Regions from separate parts of the Mus musculus genome. Here region 1 is linked to region 2. Evidence: chromatin contacts called from public HiChIP or PLAC-seq data. All regions are on one chromosome and are shown on one strand. Each heading gives the region's core, a stretch centred on a gene start, on an enhancer-like site or on the middle of the called end of the contact. The rest is flanking DNA. Distances are from core to core; before and after follow the strand shown.

Evidence for each region. HiChIP or PLAC-seq counts read pairs in DNA pulled down with a chosen protein or histone mark.
Region 1: an HNF4G HiChIP or PLAC-seq map of pancreatic cancer cells shows a contact between it and region 2. The contact joins two enhancer-like sites. A contact is called at or near these places in 2 of 484 Hi-C or Micro-C datasets (haploid embryonic stem cells and pre-hematopoietic stem cells) and 2 of 115 datasets of contacts at active chromatin or transcription factors (embryonic stem cells and pancreatic cancer cells).

What each region holds. Positions count from the first base shown.
Region 1 is chr6:84,567,518-84,570,217 of GRCm38.p6, reverse strand. No RefSeq gene overlaps it. Among named protein-coding and RNA genes, the nearest start is that of Cyp26b1, 25 kb to the left of the region's middle. Within about 2 kb of position 1,422, at least 36 of the 459 cell types and tissues checked have an H3K27ac peak or open chromatin away from gene starts, as enhancers often do. A contact at or near this core is called in pancreatic cancer cells, where this site is marked.
Region 2 is chr6:84,314,111-84,316,810 of GRCm38.p6, reverse strand. No RefSeq gene overlaps it. Among named protein-coding and RNA genes, the nearest start is that of Gm10445, 110 kb to the left of the region's middle. Within about 2 kb of position 1,445, at least 36 of the 459 cell types and tissues checked have an H3K27ac peak or open chromatin away from gene starts, as enhancers often do. A contact at or near this core is called in pancreatic cancer cells, where this site is marked.

The DNA of each region.
Region 1 (2,700 bases), core at 173-2,672, 250 kb before region 2:
ATGGGGAGCTGGTCCCCTCATCAGCTCATTCCCTGCCTTCCACATGGTGCTGAGCTGGTGGTGGTGGGGAGGGGACAATGACTTTAGCTGCTCTCCCTCCCCTTTCCCCAGCCAGCTGTAGGCTGAGCTTCCCAGGCCTGAAAGGAGCATACAGACACTGGACAGATAAACAGGGACACTGTTTGTCCCTGGACTGGGGCACCAGTTTGGAGAGAACTTAGAAGATCCACATTCAGACATCTTCCAGCCCTTTCCCAAAATTGCCTTGGCCTTGGCTGGGCTTGGCTGCCCAGGACCTCAGGGCCAGCAGGGTGAGCTGTGAGAGGCAGCCAGCTATGCCTGAAGGTTGGGAGGGAAGGAGGGAGACAGAGAAAGGGAAGGGGCAAGTCAGGGGAGGGAGTAAAGGGAGCAGGCAGGAACAAAAAGAGGAAGAGGGGGAGGGGAAAGGGTAGGAGAGAGACAGAGGAGGAGACATCAAAAGCAGGCTTCATGCCTGGCTGAGGCTCTAGGCTCTGGTCTTGGGACAATAATGAGCAGTCTGGGGCCTTTCTTCCCATAGCTTTCTCCCCTCCAACTCCATGTCCCCCAGAAGAGGCTGAGCTGGCCCACCTTGCACTGGCTCTGCTATCTCCTGGGCCTCCTAGCTCTTCATTCTGGCTGTGTGGACAGGGTGCTGTCTAACCTGGGAGGGAATAGGGGTAGTTTGGAAGGCTGGAGTCCTGGGCTGCACCCATAACAGCTCTTCTTGATTGATCTGGCTAGGTTTTCTAGGCCCTTCCTTCTCAAAATATCTTGCTCTGGGACCCTGGCTTGGTGAGATAAGGTAAGTAGGGCAGGTGGTGACTGGTGGTCCTGGGGTGTATCCTGGGGATCTCACTATGAGCTGATACCCTCAGAAGGCCTCAGGCTCTCTACCCCCACTTGAGCAAGGACCCTAATTGGCTCACTTTGAGTCATGTACCAACCCCTGGCCAGGTATCTGACTTCTTCCAACTGGTGCCCCAGAGTAGGGACAGTTGGCAGTACATGACAGACAGCCTGAAGCAGAGGCCAGAGCAGGTCAGTGGCAAGATTCAAGTTCTTGGTCTTAAAGGCCACCTCCTGACTTACCACATAGCACTGCACCGAGGCAGTTGCTTCCTGTGGGCTAACGGAGGTGTCTCTCCCGAGCCTGTCTCTGGCCTTGAGATCTCTGGTTATGCCAAAGTACTTCCTGCTTGCCTGTCTTCCCTCCCACCTTCCTTCTTCCCTTCTCTCTTTCTTCAGGAAAAACGCTCAACCTAAATTAACAGGTTAGGGACATTACTTCCTTTTACATTGCTGAGAACATCGTCACCGTGGATTCTGTCTTAAGAGTCCCTTTCACACCCCAGGGGAGGGGCTGCGCAGGCGTGCACTCTGGGGGCCAGGTTTCTGCCCAGCTTCCTTAGGATTCTGTTTGAAACTCTATAGCAGCGCTGTGAGTGGCTCACACTGGTGTGGGGAGAGCAGGGTGGAGGAGCCCAAGGAGAAGGCTGAGCCACCGTAGAGACTGGATGTGAAATAGGAGGCACACATACAGACATATGCATTTGCATACATATGTATGTATATGATGGTAATTTTGGCAGTTCTGGGGAATTGAAGCTTTAATATGCACACACATTTGTGTGATTTTAAAATTATTTAATCTATATTTTTCAAGTGTACACGCGAGAGTCAGAGGACAATTTGTAGTCACTTCTTTTCTTCTACCATGTGGGTCACCAGAATGGGGAATGACTCAGGTCAGGAGACTTTGTGGCAATCTCTTTACCTACTGAGTCATCTTGCTGACCTCCATGATGTGAATCGAAGTATATTCCTAAGGATTCACCCAGGGTGTGTACCACCGTGTAAAGATTAAGGTCACAGTTTATACACAAGCGCTCCCATGGTGACAGCACCTCTTCTGGATTCTAGCAATGCAGTGTGGCTATTGCCTTCATGTTTACTTTTCAATTACAACAGGGTCCATGCTTGAAGAGGCTGGAACAAACACCACGCCCCAGGCTTACATTTATCTTCGCACATGTGTGACCATAGGTTGGTTGCTTCACAAGCACATGCACACACGCATGCACACACATACACACGCATGCACACACACACACACACACATGCACACACATACAAAGCTTAAGCAAAGAGAAAGAATGAGCAATCTGGCCTGGAGCCGTGTCTCTGTGAGAATCCCCACTCTGCTAATGCCCTGTGCAGATGCTGTAGTTGGCAGGCAGCTTTTAGAGAGTGACAGCTTTCACGGTCCTCAGAGAGTGACCTACCCCACAGGCATCCCCGGCTCTGCCATCTCCAAGGCCTTGTTGGCATCAGGCCCAGGGCCACACAGAGCTCCTGTCCTAATAACAGTACCCCCGGGATGGCAGGGGATGGCAGAGCAGAGCCATTGATGAGAGATAGTAAATGTTAGCCTTGGACTAGTGCCTGGGACTGAGTCTGGCCCAGGCAGCCTTGGAGAACATGGGGTCTCAGCCTGGGATCTAGAGTGGCTCCGAGAGGCCTTGTTTTGCGTGTGTTCCAGCCTGAAGGAGTGAGTTCTTGGCTTCCACAGCCCGCCAAAGAGGTTCTGAGGAGATTTAGCAGGTTTGGGCCCTAACAGCAGAATGTGAGAGATAGTGTGCATGTGTGTATAGGTGCACATGTGCGCAGATGTGTGTGTCT
Region 2 (2,700 bases), core at 196-2,695:
AGAAAAAGACAACACTTTCTCCACCAGGACAGGAGTTTCCAGGACAGGAACTCTGTCTCCTGCCCCATTTATACACCTCAGAGGACTAGGGAATCCTCTGGGGACATTTAGAGAGAATGTGCTCATCTTGGGGGGTCAGCAGAAGGCAGAGACTTCTTGCAAGGACTATGGGATGGGAACCTTATATTCTACAGTGGCCCAGCAAAATCCAGTTATGGTAGCCCTAGGCTCATAGCAGCATCTGATGCTCTCCCGGTGGCTCCTGCCCATAACCAGAGCCTGAGCCCTCCCCCTACCCCCAGGTGTGTGACACCCAGCATGTCTGCATACATCTTTTCTCAGCTCAGAATTTCAACTGCCTGTTACTCTGAGGCACAGGGTTTCCTCCCCAGGGATAGTTCCGCGTTCTTGTCCCCACACCAAGTCAGTCCCCTCAACTTCCTGAGGACTCCAAAGCCTCCCCCATAAAATCTACAGCTTGAATTCTTGTGCATGCTCATCCCAGCAACGTGCCAGAGTTCTCCATGCTCAGACTGTAGGAATGTAGAAGTGGGCTGCTGTCTATGGATGTCATACTCAGAATGTAGACAGCATCGTGAGGTCTCAGAGAGCTTTGTGCATCAAAGCCCTGTCCCTGTCCACAGTGTGAGCCATGGGTGGGGATGGGCTAAGAAGCAAGGAATGAATTGTAAGAAGTAGGGTGTCAATGGGGCACCAGTGGAGAGACAAAGAGAGGCACCACCGGGCTGGTTGCTGAGGGCTGAGGCCCTCAGAATTTGATTGGGTTCAAGACAAGACAATTGAACCAATGCCCAGGGAACTAAGTGGGCTTCGCACTGGTTTTGGGCCCACTGTCACTCAGGCCTGCATGTGTTCCTGAGGAAAAACTGTGAGGATTACCCAGGTGACGTCCACCATACTAAGGGGTCTGAAGACCCCACAAATGTTTCAGCTCATATTGAATGTAAAGACTTTCTCTCTTATGCTTATAATTACACAGCTGTTGGAAAGGAAGCTCACTATCCCGTGGTTAAACACCATCTTCCCTTTCCTCGAGAGCACCAGAAAGCAGAAGGAAGAGAGCTGGGGTACTTGGTGTGGAGTCTGTGGTTTCATGGAGGAAGTGTAGTCTCCTCAGAGTCAGATTATGCCCTTGACCTTGGAGCCTTTCCTGATTCTACTGTGTCCCTATCCAGCGGCTAGCAACTGTCCCAAGGTCTGGGTCCTAATCAGCCTCCTAAACAAGACACATAGGGAAGGGATACCAGACTCTGCTGGGCGAGTAGAGTCTCCCCACTCCAGGAGACTGCACCCTGAGCCCATGCCCTCCTGGGAATAAGGGTGTTTGGTGTAGCACAAAAAGCAGGCAGCAGAGGCAAGCAGCTGGTTCTGACCCATGGCAGGAAGTCACAACCAAGATTCATCCTGGAAAAATGCAACTAATGTCGCCCAGCTGGGCCCGCTAATCAGAAACACAGACCCAGAGGTGGCAGCAGGGACAGGCCTCAAGGGCAGGGCCCACAGAGAGGTGATAATGGGTAGCAAGCTCTTGGACCCTCTCCCCCAGCCACCCGGCTGCTGCTGTTTGGAGATGGAGGTGGCTGGTTGAGACCTGGGACAGCCACTCCTCCTTCCCCAGAGAGGAAGCATTCCCCATCAGTGCTAACAGCTTCTACCAGAGCTAGAGACTACCATGGGGCAGTCAGCAGTAACAGGTCACTGGTACCTTGCCGGAGACTGCTGCCCCAGAGACTCTGAAGCGGTCACTGGAAGTTCTGAGCTAAGCCCCCTCAGCTCTCTATAGTCACTCTACTGAGAGTCCTTACTACCAGAATATATGTCTCCTGAAGATAGGCATGGCAGGTACAAATTCTGAGCTGGGGTAATAAGGAGAAGCCCAGGTTCTGAGTCTCAAAGCAGAACTCTTGAGGAATGCAGCTCTCACTGGGCTCCAGCTCTGTAGTTCTAAGCTTCCCTTCAGATTCCCCCTAGGGGGCTTGTAATAACCTCACAGACTGCCCCTACACTTGTTTACTTGACCCACCCCTCACCTTCTCCCGACCCCAACGTTGCCTCATCGTCTTGAACCTAATATTTGGCACTTTTTTTCCACTTCATATCAGACAAATCTGCTGCCCAACCACAGGCTCCAACTGCTACTTGGAACAATATCAGAGACACCTCCCCCACCCTGACTCCACACCCCTTAAGTACAAGCATCCCATCTTACACATCTCAGGTTGCCAGTGGAACGCATTTAGAGCACTCTGGTAGGAAGTGTCTTTCCTTGTTCAGATAGCCAATCCAGTTAACCTTGAACAAACTCAGACTCTGAGTCCTGGTCACACAAGCAAAACATACTAGTATGGCCAAGCTACCATATTCCCAATCTTACCACAAGCTGCACCTTCCTTCCCCATCTTCCCATACTGTGTATGAGTAGATGCTACCTGTAAGGTTGGTATCCAGCTGCCCTTTCAGCTCAGAAGATATGGACAGCATCAATAAGAGGTCTGGGGTACAGGTGGGGAGACAGAAGGAGTGGCACTGAAGAGGGAACTTGGACCAAAGCAAGGGAGAGTAAGGCAGAATCTTGGAAGTGCCAGTGAGGGGTGGGGTGGGAGGTCAGAGAGTCAGGATCAGGGAAGAGGAGATGGGGAGCCACGTTGGAGGCTGGGAGCTTAAGTCTTGGAGGTTTCC